Linked DNA regions of Zea mays: regions 2, 3, 4 and 5 are each linked to region 1. A link is a contact called in public Hi-C data. All regions are on one chromosome and are shown on one strand. Each heading gives the region's core, a stretch centred on a gene start, on an enhancer-like site or on the middle of the called end of the contact. The rest is flanking DNA. Distances are from core to core; before and after follow the strand shown.

Region 1 (2,700 bases), core at 144-2,643:
CTCGCCGGCGCAGTACACGCCCTCGCCGTACAGCTGCAGCTGCGACTTGGGCAGGTTGAACGTCGCCGGCAGCTGGGGAAATGATTGTTCAGTCAAAGTCAGAAACGCGTGAGCTGGTGGCAGAACGTGGCACTCGCGTGACGCGTCGCATATTCGCACGCACGCACCTGGAAGTGGGAGAGGTCAGAGCCCGGGCGGACGTTGAGGAAGAGGCTGAGCACCCGCTGGGCGAGATTGGCCGGGCGGAGCTCCGCCGCAAGGCCGCCCTCCAGCGACAGCGGCGGCGTCAGCACGACCGCGCACGCCGCCTCCGCCTCGTCCTCCGACTCCACCTGCATCACATACGCATTCCATTAGAGTCAGATGCAGCGTTCCGCATTCGTCAGGTCAAAGAACAACTTTTGTCCTCTTCTCTCTCTCTCTATCTCTGCAATTAAAAAGGGAGAAGGTTTATAATAATCCTAGACAATTAGCAGTAGAGTACAGCCAATAGACTGGGCGGTAGCGTCGGCCAGCATTTGCCAGGTTGCAAGCAAACGCGGCGCCGGCCGGCACGCTTCCCCGCGGGACAACGGCGACCAGAGTGCTCGAATCTCGATGTGGGCCATACCATTTGTCAATTAGCAGTAGAGTTATTGGGCAGTAGCGTCGGCGGCCAGCATTTTGTCAGGGTGCAAGCAAACGCGACGGCGGCCGCCGGCCGGCACGCAGCGGAAGACACGAGGCTGGCACGCTTTCCGCGTTCGACGACGGCGACGGCGACCAGAGTGCTCGATGGACCATTCCATTTGTCACGGGCGCACGGAGGTCGTCGGACGGAAAGGTGCACGGAACGCGGACAGACATTAGACATTAGAGAAAATGCAAGGGCGGCGGCGTGGCGGAACGGAACCTTTTTCCAGGAGCCAGCCGCGCAGCGCATTACCCGGTTCTTGTGTAAACGGAACCTTTTTCCAGCGAAAGATCTAGACCAAAAAGCTAAGCAAAGCAACGCTACCGATCGAGAGGAAACTGAAGGCCACACACGACACGACTCGCCAGGGGAATGACGTCCGGGAATCTTAGCCTCGTTTACTTCATTAATGGTTCGGCCAACGGCGGCGGATCGGTCGCCGCGCCGTCGCCGCCGGCGGTGGCCAGAGTGGGGAGGGAACGAAAGCACGCGGCGGCAGTAGTAGGGCCTCGAATCGATCGAAGTCAAGGCGGGAAGGCAGGGGGGACGACGTACCATGAGGGCGAGCCGCGGGCGGTCGAGCGCGCCGGCGGGAGAGAATTGAGAGAGCGAGCACGAGCTACCGGCGGGCAAGCGGCCGGACGACGACGCTACCAATCATCCCCTTCCTCCCTCCTCTCTTCTCCTCTCCTTTCTTTTCCTTTCCTTCGCTTTGCTTTTTGGGGCAGCTCCACACCGTACGTGTTATGCCTGGGCAGGGGCTAGCGCGTCGTCCATCTGTGTCTGATGTCTCCATATATATCTCGCGAGCTAGCAGCCTCACGACGTAAAGCTATTTTTAAACTTTCAAATATTTCTTTCCACCGTATGCTACTAGACCTTTTTTTCTCGAAAGCGCAGGAGAGCTGCGCGAAAATATATTAAAAAGGGGAAAAAAAGGTCTAAAAAGGACCCCAAGATACAGATAAGGCCGCCCTACGACTAGGTGCAGAGTAAGATATATGCTACTAGACCTTAAACTGATTCTAATCAAAACGTGCAGAGTAAGATAAAGAGACGTATAGAGTTTAGAATTTTGGAGTGACGGAATCCTATCACGGCGACTAGGTAGATTGTGAGCAATTTTACACGATTTTCACTAAAACGGTTTTCATAAAAACAGACTTAAAAACTGGGCGTTCAGTAGCCTGCAGCAGCTTCTAGCGATCACCACCAGGGAAAAAAAAGATGAAATAAACATAGTGAGATGATATGCAAAGAAATCAAGAGATGAGTATGCCATTTTGTTGGCTGGAATTATTGCTTACATTGTTTGTGAACAAATCAAGGAGGTACATGTCCGCATCTGTTGCTGTGAGGGCTAGTGGAGCTTTCGCTGTGGTGTGTTCACCACTGATCTTGCAAACTCAGCTATGCCATCAACACGCAAGTCCTATTTTGGTCTTTACGAATCGAAAAGCATTAAAAACATGACGAAGAAAAACGATACGCATACGCATGTCTCTTGCCAGACAACGACACTTCCACAGTTCCACTCCACCCAAAAAAAAGGAAAAATAAAAAGTAAAGGGAAAAACCGAGCATCCCGTGTCCCCAGACGCGCGCGCAGCCCAGGGCCCAACACTAGTCGTCTCCCGCCTAAAAGGCTGGGCCGGCGGACCCCAGGCCACGATTCCTCATCCAGTTTGAAATACCGCCTCCTTCCTCCTCTGGCTCAGCCCACACCCCGTAACGTCGAGACGTCGACAACCATATTTCTTTGAACGATGATCTTACAATACTATACTTTACAATTTTACAACGGTTATAACAATACTGTAGTTTTAGTCAGCTCTTAAAATACTATAATATTAGGAAACATTGTTCAGATGCAACTGTTGAATACCAAAAGTGGCAGACGGTCCGGCTCCAGGGCCCGGATGGCCACGCCCCCACGATCAGATTTGACTCGGACGATTATCTTTATCTCGTGTGTGTTTATCCATCTAATCAAGTGGGATCTGTTAGCTATCGTCTAAGAACGGGTC
Region 2 (2,700 bases), core at 85-2,584, 150 kb before region 1:
TCCCTTTTTTGTTTTCTAGCGGCTACCTGACAATATCCAGATTTATCATGTGGGCAAGTAACTTTGGTTGAATTAAGCAACAGTCTCTGTGAAACATTACTGGCTGGTTAGTATTGTTCATATGTCACGATGTATTTGGAAAAGATCATTACATCATCACAGATTATTTAGGGAACAAAAAGCTGACTGAAACAAAATATAACTCAAAAACAGTAATCTGTTTAAATTACTGTCAGTCACGCTCCATTACCTTGATGCTCCCATAAATGTTCTATGGATCGGAGCCTCCCTACCAGTCGCGCTCCATTGGATCAACCCGAACAAGATAATAGAGGTGGACTTACCCGCGGAAAAGAAAAAGGCGAGTATGTGAAGAGCGAAGACGTGCGAAGGTGTAGCAAAAGTGATTGACGACGCGAAAAAAGACCGAACGTGGGAGGAGCAATGACAGTCGAAGGCTGGCATCAAAGTACCCAAAACCTGAGGTGCTTGCAAACTACAGGATGTGGATGTTTAAAGCTCATTGATTGGAAACTGGCTTTTAGTTTGGACCTTAAAAAATTAAATGGGTAACTAAATTAAATTATAGAGCCCAAATATGAGACTTACACTTGGAGATACTTTAACTCCTTAAAAAAGTCCCCAAAACATATAATCACTGCGTCCCAAATTAAAATCCGTTTTACATTTTTTCTAGATTCATACAATAATTAATATAGGTGTTCTATATATAGGTTTATAATCATTCATATGAATATGAACATAAAACTATAGAGTTAAAACGACTACTATTTTAATATGAAGAGAGTATAAGATAAACTATTTTTCTAGATAAGCCATAAAATATTTGTCTCACGAAGCTCTTGAGAAATAGCCCTCCCAAACACCCATCAAAGATTGTCTCCTTGCTAATAATTGTCAGTTGTCACTAAGTCTCTGACTTGTGGATCTATCTAAGTTTATAAAATATAGACTTGATGACAATTTTGCAAAGCCCAATCTTTTCAATGGCAAAAGTCCAACTAAATTTCTCATCTCCGAGCAAACCAACCAAAAAGGCAACGCTCGCTGGTTGGAAACCACGAGCGGAGCCTCGCGGCCGATACCGTCACGCCACCTGACACCTGCGCGGCGTCCCTGGTCCCACTGCGCCGTGACTCCAGGATCATACGTGTCCCACGTCTCGGGACCCAATAGCTATCCGCCACGTGGGCCCTCTCCCCGCCACGGCGCCACGTACCATGTCACGTGCCCCTGCCCGCTCGCCCCCGCGCGGCGTCACCAAAATGATCTGCACGGCGAACGCGAGTCTCCTAAACGATACCGGGCGGGCAGGCACACGAGCGCGAGCACGCACGAGTTCGCGAGTCCCCCTGACCCCCACGTGCGCGTCGTTGGAACCAAGGATTGGATTAGCCTCGCCGACGACGAGGAGAGAAGAGCTGGTGGCTGGCGAGGGGCTCGCGGGGATGGGGATCTCGAGGCCCCTGGCGCTCCTTCTGGCGCTGCTGATCGCCGTCGCCGGCGCGACCGCCGAGGAGCCCGTAGTGGCGGCGGACTCGGTGGCCGGCGCGGTGGAGGCCGCGGCGGCGCTCAGGGTGGAGGAGGCTGCGGAGGCCGCGGCGCTCAGGGCCGAGCTGGAGCAGCTCCGGGCGAAGATCTCCGCCTTAGGTCAGTGCCCAAGGTTTGAATCCACGTGGCGCGCTTGATTTTACTGTCTGGATGTTTTGGCCTGGGACGGGTTGGTGGTGGAATCGTCGAGTTCATGCCGCGCAGCTAGGTTAATTTGTGCCGTTTCACTGGATTGACGCCGGTCCGGTGAGCTCTCCGGGGTTTAGGGCCCGATTCGTTGCGGCGAGGCGCGGTTTCGCGGTGGTTGGTGAGCTACCTGGATCTGTCTTGTTGGGGTTTTAGCTTCTGCCTGCTTCTAGTCGTCTGGATGGTGCGCGCGCGACAGTGCTCGATTGATCGTGTAGCTGGCGGGGTGCTGCGAGATTGTATTCGATTCTCTCGTGCTGATATCGACCGTGGGTTGCATAATTCTCCCTTTTTGGTATAAAATTGGATAATTCTATCTTTTTGAGGCAACTGCTTATTTTAGGGCCAACCCCCCCCCCCCCCCCCCCCCCAAAGCTTCCTCTTCTGTTTACATAGTAGCTTTGTTTCTGATTGCCGTTAACACAAAAGCTACAAAAGTTCACATATACCTCTACTGTTACAATTACGTCAGTGGGCGGTGGGCCAGTGTGTAATTGCAGCTGTTGTGCCTTTGCCATGGATGCTGATCCACTGCCATAATGCTTGGGGTCCTGCTTCATTGATGTGTACTAGAATCGAGTAGCTGGGGAAGTCTAGCAATATTAATTGCAGTAAAACAGTAAATTCTCTGAAGATGCCTGTACTATTGAAGAATGTAAACTCAAACTATGCCACGGCATGGAAATAGTAGTATCTTGTCATCGTGATATCATTCCTGTGATCCTGTCATAAGCAAAGCAATTTCCTTTACTTCGCCACTTTGTGATTCTTTATTAGCCTACCAGATTCATTCTAATTTTGATATCCCACGGGCCACGGGAACCATTATTGTGTTTGTTTTCTTGCTACAGAGTCAGACATAGCAGTGCGATCTCTCGAACTGAAGAATAAGGACGATGTCATCGTGAACCTAGAGAAAGCCATTGCGGAGAAGTCAAAGGC
Region 3 (2,717 bases), core at 192-2,691, 200 kb before region 1:
GCCAAGCATATAGGAGAACATCCATAGCAGTGTTTTTAAGGCATCGCCTAGATGACCAGGCGCTCGAATAATTCTAGTTGCCTTGCTCGCCTATGCGTTAAGGCGGTGGTCCAACGCCTCGCCTTACTGCCTTAAGAACATTGATCCATAGTCAGTTACATCTTTTACCTGGATCCTTCATGAGCTGTGCGATCATCTTATGAAACACCAGCATACTCTCGCAGTACTTATCATACAGTGAATCCAACCCACACAGCGGGAAGCCGTCACCGACACCCGACTCCAGCCACTCCGTGGGGCTGCCCCCTTCCTCCTCGTCGCCATCCTCCTCGACCTCGGCGCACTCGTCCTCGGGGATGAGCACCATGAAGCTGTTCTTCCTGAGCTCCTTGAGCCTCCGCTTCACCTCATTCGTGATGAAATCATCGTCGTCGTCCTCCTCTTCTTCAACCACCCCATTGCCCGCGCCTCCACCATCCACCGCCACCTCGGCATTGTTCCCCTCCCCGATGCCAGGCTTCTGCTCCACCAGGCCCCGAGGGGTCACATTCCCAGCGCTGGCGTCGTCGTCGGATTCTATTACCTCTCCCCCGCCCCGGGCGCTCTTATTCCCCTTCCTGAACTTCTTAATCTTGAAGAAATCCATCAGCACGGAGTTGCCCAAGGCTACGATATAAACCCTGAAAGCTCAAACAGAACCTCCCAAAAAGATCCCTCCTTTCTCTTTCTTTTCGCCGATCCTTGATCCCAAAGTCGGCCAAGCAACTTTGTTTTCCTTTCCCTGCAAACAGCACAGGTATCAGGGAGCGGACGGATAAAAGACGGGGAGCGCGCCGGAGGTGACGCCCCTGAAATGGACATCTAAAACAAACCCTAAGAAATCGCGGACTCGCGCCGCGCCGTGCCGTGCTCGGCGGCCGAAATACCTCGGGAGAAGCGACTACCCAGACGCTTGCCGCAGCTCGAATGCGGGATCAATCTAGCACCGGACCAGCCCGACGCCACGCACCCACAAGATCCGCCGAATCCGAGCCCGCCCCGGCTCGTCGCAGAGGAAGCCAGTTCACGAGTGCGAGGGTGAGGCGGCGGCGACCGGCATCTCCCGTTGATCCTGAGGGTGTGAGGCCCCGCTCCCGGAGTGGTCGGCGCTGAGGCTGCTGGTTTCGTCGTCGCCTGTAGAGTGGAGACACGCCGATCGCCGACTCTGGCCCGTTCGCCTCGTCGGTGTGGCCGTGCGGGAGCTGGATGCTGGAATCCAGCCAGTCCCTGCAAATAGTGCAATCCAATCTTTCGAGGGTTTAAGCGGGGGGAGCAACCGCCTGCTTTAGGCTGTGGTTAATGGCGGTGGTTGTGATTAGCGGGAGGTCAAAGATGGAAGCACAGAGAGCATGTGGACTGTGGCTTGTGAGGGGGACTGTGGAGTGCATCGGATACCGCGCATGAGAGTACGACGCCTGTCGCTGTCACTGGTATCTCTCGCCGCTGTGGGTCCCGCTGCATGGGTGGTCAGTGGCAGTGGTGGCTCACTGGCTATCGCTCCGGTAGTCCGGTATGCGGACGAAGGACGGGGATCGACCATTTTTAAAAACTCAAAATCATCGAATGAATAGCTTTTGTCATTTGAAGACTGTCTTTAGTTATACCTATGATCGTTTAAAACACGTTTTGCACATATATTGTATTGTTCACAGAATCACAAGATCAAATTTAAAATAAGGGCCCGTTTGTTTCGTTGGAATTGAATTCCATTTTAATAATTATAATTTAGACAAATCTAATTAAGTTTATATATTTATATATGTAATATATTTGTATATTATCCTAAATCATATGAGAGAGATAGTTATATAATACATTTATGTTATATAGGCGCAAGTAAAAGAGTGTGCTATAAGTTGTACATCGGAAAATTAGCATGTAAATCTATAGAATCAATTTTCATCCCTCACCACATGAATTTGAAATAGACTTATATGATAACTTTGGAAAGTGGTGGAATCTCATATTCTAAAAAATAGTCTATTCCATTAGTAAGATTCCAATTCCTCGAAATGAAAGGAAACAAACGGGGCCTAAGAGATATAATGTGTAAGTTGCTGAAACATGATCAGATAACACAAAGGATCAATCGTACCCGGAAAAAAAGCTAGTGCACGCTTGAAATACTTTAAAATGCAAAAGTGTTGGTTCTCAGCTTCAACTAAAATAAAACAGGAGCTTACACAGATCACCAAAACTAACCGATAGTTTGATGACCCGAAAACGTTCTTAGTAAGTTAGTTCACCTTCAGTGGGTAATATAAAATATGAGACACGAAACTGTAGATGATATTATTTAACACTGCTTATATAAAATAAAGTTTGAGATAGAGGATGATATAGAGAATATGATTAAACAAATTAAGTTAGAGATCTCAACCAATAACTTTTTCATGTCTGAGTGCCAAAGCTAGCTTGCGGGTACAAAGGGTTGACTTCGCCAGATTGCTCCCTTTAGTGCCACAAGACAGCTATTAGCGTGGCTGAGATGTCTAGTCGGTCTCATCGCATTTTACGTGCTCAACCCTGAGCACTCTCAAAAAAAAAACTCTAAACCTTCCATTTTAAATTGGATTCGACTGAAATTTGGCACAAAGCATTTCATAGTAAGAAAAATATTTGTAGGGTTTCAATGTATCATATCCATCAATTTGGCGAGAATTGATCAAACCATTCTT
Region 4 (2,700 bases), core at 36-2,535, 150 kb after region 1:
CACACGCGTGGCGTGAGGCGTTTGCGCTCGTTGCGTTGCGGCGCTGCATCTGCATGAACGGCGTCCCACCGAGCATGAGACAAGGGAATGCAAAGGATTTTATTCTCGCATGCAGATTTTGCCCACTGTCGTTTTCTTTCCTTTACTTTAACTTCATTTTTACAAGAAATTACTATTTTTCTAAATAAAAATAAACTAATATATTTCAGGAAAATAGAAATCGTTTAAGAAAATGAGTTTCCAAACTAGAGAGAGAAAACACTGAGTAAAGTAAGAGTTTTTTTTTCTTAATGACTAGCATTACATTTCTGCTTTTTTTTACCTTACGACGAGGACAGCTTTTAAAAACAGCACTACCAACCACACAGTATGATAATTTTTTTTACATTATGAGGATGACTTTAAAAAACTTCTACAAAAACGTACTGTTCTCTCTCACTGTACAATAATCAACGCATAATTTCAGTCCTACTATAAAACTTGCCTTATAGGTTTAGTGCGGCAACGCTTTATTTTAGAGTTTTATCATCATGATTCCTGTTAGCTATATGGTGATTAATTGTTGTGGAACGAAGGAATTAGGGCCTGTTTGTTTACCCCCATGAATTATATAATCTGGATTATTTTTGGAGGATTATATAATCTGGATTATATAATCTGAGTAGTCCTGTTTGTTTACCCAGATTATTTGAGTTGTTAATAGGATTCTTTTGTATGAGGAAGACAAGAATACCCTCTATATTTGTACTAGGTTGAAACTCATATATGAAAAAAAAATAATTCAATTGACATTGGCAAATATTGCATTAGCAATATTATCACGGAAGGCATTCATGTCACCTTCTTCATCTCCAAATTGACTAGTACTAGGCGCAAAAACGATTCGGTGGATTATAATGACAATGGTGGGTAATTTCTAGGAAACTTGAAAGGGTAGTGGGGAAGTGGGAAAAAAATAATCTGAAATAAGCACCTCCTCACTTGCTTATGGATTATCATAATCCAAGGGGTTAGATTATATAATCTGGGCAAATAAGCTGGACTGTTTGTTTGCCTCTTAGGATTATTTAATCCAGATTATATAATCTGGGGGGTAAACAAACAGGCCCTTATATTGAAATGATGCCAAAAGAGGTTTTTTCCCCTTCTTCTTTGCGTGTTTACCAAAACCATCCACTATCTTTAACACGGAGCAAAGTGGATGGTTGCAATAAAGCCGGGCCCACAGAAAAGTCGATCGGCTGCCTCTCTCTCCGACAAGTATTTAAAAGCCTCGGCGGCTTGGCGCTAGCCGCTACCGCCTTGTTGCATTCTATCTATGCGTTGTCCTTAGCTTGTCCGCCCGCCCCTCCCTCGTCTTACCTCCTCCTCTCTACGGCCGGCCAGATGAGCTCCACGGCCATCGACGTCCTCTCGGCGCTGCCGCCGATCAGGACCGCGGCGCCGGAGCCGGGTGCGGAGAAGAAGCAGCAGGAGGAGGACGGCTCGGAGGCCCAGGAGCCGGAGCCCACGACGCCGACGTCGGAGGCGAGCAGGCTGCGGCCTCCGTCCGAGTGCCCGCCGGCGCCGAGGAAGCCTGCGCGGCCGCCGTCGACGCCCGCCAAGCGCAGGTTCCCGGCGCCGCGCCGCGCCTTCTTCCCCGTGCCGCGCGACCTCAACGCCGTGTTCCGCGCCCTGCCGCCCAAGAAGCGGATCCGGGCGGGCTGACGGCCGGGCCGGTCCGCGCCGCCGCGGCTCAAGCGGCCGCTTCCAATTGGGTTCTAGCTACCTGGCGTACGTGCAGGACGACGACGACGGCAGGCATCCACTCCTGTACTCCGCCAAAGGCCAGCCGCGCGCGTGTGGTGCACTCGTCCTTCAAGGACCATGGCGTCAAAACGCAGTCTTGGGAGTTTCTTGCACACCTTGGTTTGTCCTTCCGGCATGGTACAAACTACAGACTCGAGATCCAGAGTTCTCGTACAAATCGTGGGTTAGGTTCATTATTTGCGTGGAGGAGTAAAAACTGTAGAACTGGACAAGGCTATTGTTTATTTACATACGGATCATGAATGGGAAGAATTAATGGAAGAAAATTCCCGAGGATGGATCCGTTTCAGTATATTCGTCATTATAAAACTAAAGCTCACAGTTTGCCAAAACCATGCACAAGTGTGCTTGTCATGGATGGATCCATGGAGCATGCAAGGAAGGTGGGGATGGATGGGAAACGTGAGCAGGCCAGGTACTTTGTGCACTTTTGTCCCGGCCGGCACAGCGGCACTGCACAGGTATGTTGCAGCAGGTTTGTTTTGTGTTGTTCTTCAGTTCTGTTGACAGATGGCAATGGCAGAGGTGATTGGTGGTCGAAGTTGTGCTGTGATGTGCATATGCATTGCCTGTAGTTTAGTTTGGATAGACGCAATCGCCGATTAGTGAATTACTTGTTTTTTTTTTAAAAAAAAGAAAACCCTAGTGGATTGGTTGTTAGCTACGGTATATATATAAAAAATAATACTCCACTTGGTTAGATGATCTCACAAAGACTAAGATTGTTTCCAGCAACGACCCCTATATCTATTTTTTACAATCTCTTCTAAAAGATTTCATCCTCTATAAATTTATATCTTATTTCTCTTCAACAACGTCATCTAAATCATATCCTCTATACGCAAATATCTATATCAGAGACATTTTTTATTTTTAAATTTTTATACATAT
Region 5 (2,700 bases), core at 100-2,599, 250 kb before region 1:
TGAAGATTTTAACAGTGAAAAGAGAGCACGAATATAAGCCTTGAACACTGTATAGATTGGTGGAACTGGATGGAGTAATAGTATTCAGTTGTCTATGCAGTTGTCAAAAGTAAAAAAAATATAGGAAACATACAGAACTGCAGCTAAGGCCCAAAAATCTGGTGATGACTAACAATAACTTTGTCTCTTTGCAGAGAGAGAGAGAGAGAGAGAGAGAGAGAGAGAGAGAGAGGTCTTGGGCTCTTGGCAGCTCAGGGAAACGAAACTGCTTCAGAGAAAGAAAGCTACTAGGAATCCAATGTTCAGTTTTCTCTTGCTAGCGTGAGAAGAAAACTGGAGTGGAACGGCAATCTCTACAAAACTCCTGTCCGCACTGAAAATTTTGATTTTTAACAGATCAGAGAAGGGCCCATTGTATGCCAAGACGTGAAACCACGAACTCGGCTGACAATGGAAGGGCACAAATGTCTGTCTCCCTCTGAACGCACCACAGCTATCCATGCCGAAACAAGGAGGGCTGGAATTGCGGAACAAACGCCGAAAACGAAGGATGTGTTAGTTGATTGAAAAGATCCACAACAATCTGAAAACCCACGGCACGGCACAGTCCTGACGAACGCCGAAGGTACGGCGGACCAGGCGAAGGAGGCGGGAGGCAAAATCAGGAGGAGACGAGAGGGGGAAAAAAGAACAGAAACATCAAATACTGCTGCAGCAAGAACCGTGGACAGTTCCCCTTCGCCAGTTGCCACAACGAAGATCGAACGGCGACGAGAAAAATGCACAGAAAAAAAAGGAGTAGAACGGAGGCCGAGTCAGCGGGAACAGGCAGACGTGGTTGTGAAGTGCGAAGGAAGCAAAGGCGACGAGGAACGGAGCATAAAACAGTAGGAGGGCGTACCGATAGGAGAAGCCAGCGACGGCGTACGTGTTCTTGGAGCGCTCGGAGGACGCGCGGAATTCTAAAGATCGGGAGCAGCTAGCTCTACGAGAACGAATCCATTCCTTCCGCCTCTCTCTCTCTCTCTCTCTACTCGCTTTGGTCCCCACAGATTCCTCACCCCGACCGCATCGATTGCCAACATTAACTAAAACAGAACAAAAGTAGCGATGCGCGCGAGCTGCGTGTATGCATTCGCATTAGAATAAGAATCGGAGGTATACCTGAGAGACAGTGAGGGAACTGCCTTCTCTTTCCCGGGAGGCTGCTGTGCTGTGCTGTGCTGTGTGTGTAAACAAGAACGAGTGGAAGACGAAGGCGGCTTTGTGCAGTCTGCAGAGAGAGAGAAGAGAGGGAGAGAGGAGTGGCCGGGAACGGAAGGACAGAGGGAGAGAGAGACTGCAACGGTCAAAAGGCTTTCAGAGGGGAGGAGAAATCAGCGGCGATGAGAGAGAAAGGGTGTAAACGGGGAGAGTATTTCTTGTATATTAATATATAACACTACGATTTTTATGGAGCAAGAGATCGACGACGATGGCAGCAGCAGCACAAGTGAGTGAAGAGAGTGACAGTGTCGAGAGAGAGGTAGACGGCGGAGTCGCGGGGAGAGGCACGAGGAATGTGGGAAATAATATTGTCAATTAAATTTAATAGAGGTGGAGGATAACTGGATAAGGACCTGAACTGTTGTTTCGATGTTATGTTAAGTCTATATATAATTTATTTGGTGAATTTAGTTGATATTACGAGTATATAGATAATTTGGTTGGATAGATTTTATAAAGTTTAAATCAGTAGATTATATAATGGTATAGATATATAATACCGCACTCATTCTATTTTTCCACGGAAATTGGTTTCACCGGCACTTTTTTCGTTCACGAAAATTGGTCTCGGCGCATTTCAGGCGTGGGGCTACATTTCCATTTTTTCCATGGAAATTGGTCATAGCTAGGGGTAAATCAGCTCGTACTAATTGTTAGTTAAGTAGCAGGTAAGACACTAGCTAGTAATTGTTGTAGGTAAAACTTTAGTTAATTTTCTTGGCAGCTAGTAATTAGAGAGGTTTGCTATTTTGTCACCCTCAGTTTTGGCTCAATGTTATTATGACATCCGTGTTTATGACTGGTGTGATTATCTATGTCTATGATTTGTGGTCCCGGTGATATACTAGTGAAGCCTATAAATGATAATGACAAAATTGCCAATGTCTCTAGTAATTAATGTTAGCTACATACGATACAATTTGTGGCCTATGTTACCTAAGGCTATTTGTACTCGTACAACTCTAAATTTCTACTCTAAAAGGAATATTTTATTTTTATCATCATTTTTTTTATGGTATACCACAATCATTCGTCTTCATATTTTCTCTATATATCTCAACTCTATACCAAGTATCACATATTATATTATTTCTTTTTAATTTTATTCCATCTCTCACACTTCTCACCAACTTTTCTGAGAATTTGGTTGTGGATAAAATCTGGCTGTAGAAAAAATCTGAGTATCGTGAGGATTACGTGCTGAGGAAGATGAAGTTGTCAAAGGGTTCAAAAATCTAGAAAGCGATGGATTCCTAATATCGTGACGACTCAACCGATTCTGTGTTCATGTTGATTTTGGACGTTTTTTATCAAAGTGATTCTTATAGAAGTGGGCAGAAAAGCTAGGGTGTTTGGTACTACATCCGTTCACAAATATATGACATTGTTGATTTTTTTTCGAAAACTCTGACCACTTGTCTTATTTAAAATATT

Evidence for each region. A called contact is a pair of places that touch in the nucleus more often than the background predicts.
Region 2: a contact with region 1 is called in a Hi-C map of bundle sheath, with 3 times the contacts expected there. The contact joins the promoter of LOC100277246 here to the promoter of LOC100217187 in region 1. A contact is called at or near these places in 6 of 25 Hi-C or Micro-C datasets (bundle sheath, ear, endosperm and 2 more).
Region 3: a contact with region 1 is called in a Hi-C map of root tip, with 3 times the contacts expected there. The contact joins the promoter of LOC103653179 here to the promoter of LOC100217187 in region 1. A contact is called at or near these places in 5 of 25 Hi-C or Micro-C datasets (ear, leaf, root tip and 1 more).
Region 4: a Hi-C map of bundle sheath shows a contact between it and region 1, with 3 times the contacts expected there. The contact joins the promoter of LOC103653182 here to the promoter of LOC100217187 in region 1. A contact is called at or near these places in 8 of 25 Hi-C or Micro-C datasets (bundle sheath, ear, endosperm and 3 more).
Region 5: a contact with region 1 is called in a Hi-C map of bundle sheath, with 3 times the contacts expected there. The contact joins the promoter of LOC100216674 here to the promoter of LOC100217187 in region 1. A contact is called at or near these places in 5 of 25 Hi-C or Micro-C datasets (bundle sheath, ear, leaf and 2 more).

The regions. Positions count from the first base shown.
Region 1 is chr4:44,168,216-44,170,915 of Zm-B73-REFERENCE-NAM-5.0, forward strand. It overlaps LOC100217187, which reads right to left and starts at 1,394. Exons shown (of 4, transcript NM_001143547.1): 1 at 1,229-1,394; 2 at 168-332; 3 at 1-72. The coding sequence starts at 1,231.
Region 2 is chr4:44,015,989-44,018,688 of Zm-B73-REFERENCE-NAM-5.0, forward strand. It overlaps LOC100277246, which reads left to right and starts at 1,335. Exons shown (of 13, transcript NM_001150871.2): 1 at 1,335-1,671; 2 at 2,610-2,700. The coding sequence starts at 1,470.
Region 3 is chr4:43,968,098-43,970,814 of Zm-B73-REFERENCE-NAM-5.0, forward strand. It overlaps LOC103653179, which reads right to left and starts at 1,442. Exons shown (of 5, transcript XM_008680139.4): 1 at 927-1,442; 2 at 169-781. The coding sequence starts at 646.
Region 4 is chr4:44,320,727-44,323,426 of Zm-B73-REFERENCE-NAM-5.0, forward strand. LOC103653182 (cyclin-dependent protein kinase inhibitor SMR1) reads left to right here and starts at 1,286. Exons shown (of 1, transcript XM_008680144.3): 1 at 1,286-2,141. The coding sequence starts at 1,387. The coding sequence ends at 1,707.
Region 5 is chr4:43,914,582-43,917,281 of Zm-B73-REFERENCE-NAM-5.0, forward strand. LOC100216674 reads right to left here and starts at 1,350. Exons shown (of 6, transcript NM_001348782.1): 1 at 1,165-1,350.